Regions from separate parts of the Mus musculus genome. Here region 1 is linked to region 2. The links are chromatin contacts, called in public Hi-C maps. All regions are on one chromosome and are shown on one strand. The core of a region is the stretch at or near the end of the contact, and the rest is flanking DNA. Distances in the headings are between cores, read along the strand shown.

Evidence for each region. Hi-C and Micro-C count contacts between places; a contact is called where the count stands out from the background.
Region 1: a Hi-C map of cerebral cortex shows a contact between it and region 2, with 2.4 times the contacts expected there. The contact joins two enhancer-like sites. A contact is called at or near these places in 2 of 15 datasets of contacts at CTCF or cohesin (large pre-B cells and pro-B cells), 1 of 484 Hi-C or Micro-C datasets (cerebral cortex) and 2 of 115 datasets of contacts at active chromatin or transcription factors (large pre-B cells and neural progenitor cells).

Annotation. Positions count from the first base shown.
Region 1 is chr13:83,654,992-83,657,720 of GRCm38.p6, reverse strand. Mef2c (myocyte enhancer factor 2C) reads right to left here. Exons shown (of 11, transcript NM_001347575.1): 9 at 2,085-2,214; 10 at 1,369-1,504. Gm52044 (a long non-coding RNA gene) reads left to right here. Exons shown (of 3, transcript XR_003950630.1): 3 at 1-2,729. Among named protein-coding and RNA genes, the nearest start is that of Gm52044, 6.0 kb to the left of the region's middle. Within about 2 kb of position 1,435, at least 37 of the 459 cell types and tissues checked have an H3K27ac peak or open chromatin away from gene starts, as enhancers often do. A contact at or near this core is called in cerebral cortex, where this site is marked.
Region 2 is chr13:82,307,149-82,309,848 of GRCm38.p6, reverse strand. No RefSeq gene overlaps it. Among named protein-coding and RNA genes, the nearest start is that of Gm24295, 260 kb to the right of the region's middle. Within about 2 kb of position 1,293, at least 4 of the 459 cell types and tissues checked have an H3K27ac peak or open chromatin away from gene starts, as enhancers often do. A contact at or near this core is called in cerebral cortex, where this site is marked.

The sequences.
Region 1 (2,729 bases), core at 186-2,685, 1.3 Mb before region 2:
AACTCCTGTGGATAGTATTACGAACTTGGTGGCAATTTCCAGAAAATAAAAAGTTATTGCAGCCAGAATCTACTTACATAATTAGCACTGGAGGGAAAGTTTAAATGTCTTAAAAAGAGAAACTCATTGTATAAAATGTAAAATGTAAAATATGTTAAAAGCCTTGATACATCTTCAATGTCAACACTCTTTCAAGAAAGCACAACCATGATGCCATGTGGATTTGCTTCATTGCACACACAGAAGGCTAGGTTTTCCATGGCAGTGAGTAGTCAATGGGGTGGCCGTGGCAAGTGCTGACTGCTGAATGGTATCTCAGAACTCTGGTCTATGTTCTGTCCATACCAAATGATGTTCAGTGGGAGAGGGGAGACAAAGGGGCAAGAACAGCGAGTTGTAGTAATGATTAGTGATGCTTGTTTGCATCACTACCTCCCTAGGCATACAGATACAAGACTAGTTAGTTAATTGGTAACTAAAGTGGCTTAGTAGAAAACTGAAAGTGGGGAGAGCACGTAGGATGTTGGTAAAATATGATAATTTATCTTGAAGTAGTTATATTCCATTTTCTTTTGAGGATTAGCTGAGTTCTGGAATTATTAGTTCAAATTAAAGTGAGGTGTCTGGTATCACTCTTATATGAAGGGGTGCAAATTGTAGATTCAGGGCATTTCTGAAAACCGCTCTATAGATAAACGACAGAAGTCATCTATGACAAAGATATACCTCAAAGCAACCACAAGGGGGCAGAAAGATACATACTTTGACCAGAAAACAACAAAAGTTATTTTTATGCCCAATATTCAGTAATTAGTACTGCATGTGCTAATTAGTATTTGTGCATATATTTTAACACAATGGCTATAACTAGACAACCTATGCTATTATATATGTTACACACATTTAACGCCCGAATAGAAATTCAACACTTGATTCTATGTACAGTAGACTCATATTAGAGGAAATCATGTAGTTTGTACTAAATGAGAACCTCAGCTCAAAAATGTAAAAAAAAAAAAAAAAAAAAAAAAAAAAAAAAAAAAACTATAAATACTTTCAATTTCCCATAAAAACTTCAGAAACCTCACCCAAACCTCCACTACTGACAGAAGGAGGAGGAAACAGACCCTAGAGTATTAAGGAAAGGCTATATATAAAGAATGTGCCTAACTGTTAGCACTCGCCCTTCACCAACAAACACGGGAAGGAATATTTAAGCTACTTGAAATATGTGATCAGAAAGTGGCTTTCCCAGCAATCAAATGTTATGCCCTTTAATGGACATGAAAGCGCATTGTTGAAGACAGACTTCTATCATGTAAAAGATACAGTCTCTGATTATGAAATAAAGACATAACTATTGCTTACCCCAACTGACTGAGGGCAGATGGCGGCATGTTATGTAGGTGCTGCTGCTGCCAGCCAGTTACAGAGCCGAGGTGGAGCGCACTGGCAGTGTTGAAGCCAGACAGAGATGACAGATCTGCGCTACTCAGAGAGTACTCTAGATGGGAGCGAAGGAGCGGCAAGGAGAGAGAGAGAGAGAGAGACAATTAGACTGTCAAATGGTAAGCAAAATCACACAGTTTCAACCTCTAAAACATACTTTGAATCAAAGTTTTTTGATTTAGGAAAAGAAGAAAATAAAACACCACGGATAATTTGAATTTAAAAAGAAAAAAAAAATATTATCCATCTGAGTAAGGATGTCACACTAGATCCACAGTAATAGATCCTGAAATGTTAGCACATTATACTAGCTTTGTTTAAAAGTGTAAAGGATCTATATATTTTATGATCTAGAAATAGGTTTTACATTAAAAATCTTCAAGAAAGTGAGTGTTCTACTACATTAAAGAGACAGTAGCTCAGTTTCTTTGAAATATTGAATTCGATTTGAGTAAATAAAACTTCCCATCACTTAAAAAGGAGCACTGTAGATCACTGAGTAAGACAGAGGTGCTTGTACCATGCATTCTGGACACAGGCCCCACACGAGCTCCCAACAGGGCAAAGAAAATAACTTTTAAAATATGCTTTTTAAAGTGTTTACTGTAATATTTGCACATAGCAAAGCTACTCACCAGTACCATATGTTGTTGAAATGGCTGATGGATATCCTCCCATTCCTTGTCCTGGTAAAGTAGGAGTTGCTACGGAAACCACCGGGGTAGCCAATGACTGAGCCGACTGGGAGTTATTTATCCTTTGATTCTTTTAAAGTAAATAAAAAGACATTATTGGTGGCAGATTTTAAAAAGTTAAAAATATTAGGTCTCACTATTAGTTTTTCACATAAAGAAATAAGTTGGTACAAAGCTCATGAAATTAATCATTTAACATGTGTCTCTATGAACTCTGCCAACCCTATCATTTACAATCCTTCAAGAGACCAGCTGTTGCCATAGTAACCCATTACATCAGTATCTCCTAGGCAACTGAACTAGTAACAAGTACCATAGCTTTATTATGGGTAAAAACAGACTACGTTGAGAACTGATGAAATATGTATACTGTACTGCTATTGTTTCAGTTTTATTCAAATGCAAATTAAAAAATTAAAATCAACCATAGTGGGTTTTGTGATCAGTTCTATGTACAGCAGAGCTGATAGATATGATTCAGGCTATGTTATGGCCAGCAGGTGGCGCTATGACCACTTTCTTCTGCTTCGACTTCCTTGCAAAAGGATGGCAAAGTAGCTAATGCCAGTATTTAACTCCTAATAG
Region 2 (2,700 bases), core at 44-2,543:
TAGTTAAGACACTGCACTTCACTTGGTACCCTGAGGAGTTCAGCAATGACAAGAAGACAGATGGGGAGTGTGTCTGGAGCAGACGTTACTCTTAACCTTTTTTGTCTTTTCTCCTGTCACACTCAGTGAGGACACCGAGCAAGCACTCACATGCACCATGGTTCGCACGCATGATGTCCTAGTGCTGGCTACATGGATTGCAACATTTGTCAGAAAGGCAGCTCTGGAGCTCACTGGCTGCATTAAGTACTACAAAGCATCATTCTTTGTTGCCTGAAGAGCAGCAATCAACCCAAGCCTTTTTCAAAGACAATTTTCTTTTTCTTTAACCAATTTACTAATCTTTTAGATGTGTTTTATACACTCCTCCTTTCATGGTTGATATTATAAATATAATTTTTCTTAAATTATTTATCTTACTTTTCAGATTATAATTACATCACTTTATCTTCCCCTTTCCTTTCTCCAAATATTATCATATATCTGTCCTTGCTCTCTTTTAAAATCATTGCCACTTTTAAATTAATTTTTATTATATACATACTTATACAGGCATATACATATATATTCTTAAATGCATAAACATAACCTGTTCAGTCTATATAACCGTATCTGTATGTATGATTTCAATGCTGAATTTTAAACAATTAATAAATATAATTATTTACAACCATGAATATATATTAAAAGAATTACTCTATGTCAAAGCAAAAGACTTCTTTTTCACAAATATTTAATATTGGGATGTTTTTAATTTAAAATAAAGCCCCTAAATTCTCTCTGGACAATACTCTAAAATGCAGTAAAGTCATGGGAGTGTTAGTTACACACCTTGCTGCTTGCCATAAAGGGGAGACAAAGGCTCCTCCCAAGTTTCTACATGATTTTTCATTTGTGCTCCCCCCACTCCCCCACCCCCATTTTTACATGTCCTTCCTGAAAAGAGGACACTGAAGCTGAGATAAAGGGGCTGGATGAGATCAGACAGGCAGGAAAGGGCCCAGAAAACTATCATTCCTCCAGATGAATACTGAACTTTTGATTAAAGATCAAAATTAAAAATTCAAAAGGTTTGGCAACCCTCACAGAACTCATAGCCAAGGGATTAGTCCAGAGGATCCTCCCCTAGACAACTCAAAAGGCCAGGGCGACTGTGAATGGGAGAGTGCGGCTTTGTGCAGGACTGCAAAGGTTTTCAGTGAGGAGATGGCATTTGAGCTAGGTCCTATTGCACGAGTGGGAGTTCGCTGCGCATAGAAAGGAAGGAAGGGCACTCCAGGAAAAGAAACAGCATCTGGGACAAGATAGAGTTTCAAAAAAGTGGCATATTCAGAACGCAGTGAGACATGCCTGTGGCTGAAGCGTAGGGGGCACGTGGGAGAGGAGAAGACTGGGAGATGGAAAATTTTAGAGAAAAGGGCTGGGGAGACTTTGTGAAGGACAAGCACCACTCCCAGCAGGTTTAAGGGATGATGGACAAGGGCATGGCCTAGCACCATCTTGTGGTTTCAGAAATGTCTCCTGGAAGCTTGGACAAAATAGAATGTAAATCCAACAGATATCCAGTTTCCTAGGATATACTCATCAAATGGTTTGATCGCCTTATACTTAGAGGCCACACATGAATGTCCTCTAACTGGGGGACTTTTGGAGGACCATAAGGAATAAAAAATGAGTGGGGAACTTTATAGCTATCTCTAAACAATAGAGAGTGTTTTAAACTTTCTTTCAATTAGCAATATTTCCTTTGAATTGATTGTTTCTCTTTTTCTTTTTCTTTTGTTTTTTTTTTTTGTTTTTATTAGATATTTCCTTTATTTACATTTCAAATGTTATTCCCTTTCCTAGTTTCCCTTCTGAAAATCCCCTATCCTCTCCCATCTCCCTGCTCCGAAACCCATGCACCCCCACTTCCTGGCCCAGGCATTCCCCTATACTGGGCATAGAACCTTCACAGGACCAAGGGCCTCTCCTCCCATTGATGGCCAACCAGGCCGACATTTGCTACATATGCAGCTATAGCCACAAGTCCTTCCCTGTGTTTTCTTTGATTGGTGGTTTAGTCCCAGGGAGCTCTGGGGTTACTGGTTAGTTCATATTGTTGTTCCTACTAGGGTGCTTTAAACCCCTTCAGCTCCTTGGGTACTTTCTCTAGCTCCTTCATTGGGGACCCTGTGCTCCATCTAATGGATGACTGTGAGCATCCACTTCAGTATTAGTCAGGCACTGGCATAGCCTCTCAGGAGATAGCTATATCAGGCTCCTGTCAGCAAGCTCTTGTTCGCATCTGCCATAGTGTCTGGGTTTGGTGGTTGTTTATGGGATGGATCCCCAGGTGGGGCAGTTTTTGGATGGTCATTCCTTCAGTCTCTGCTCTACACTTTGTCTCTGTAACTTCTTCCATGGGTATTTTGTACCCCCTTCTAAGAAGGGTCGAAGTATCCAAACTTTGGTCTTCCTTCTTCTTGAGTTTCACGTGTACTGCAAATTGAATCTTGGATGTTCTGACCTCCTGGGCTAATATCCACTTATCAGTGAGTGTATATCATGTGTGTTCTTTTGTGATTGGGTTACCTCACTTCAGATGATATCCTCCAGATCCATCCATTTGTCTAAGAATTTCATGAATTCATTGTTTTTAATAGCTGCATAGTACTCCATTGTGTAAATGTACCACATTTTCTGTATCCATTCCTCTGT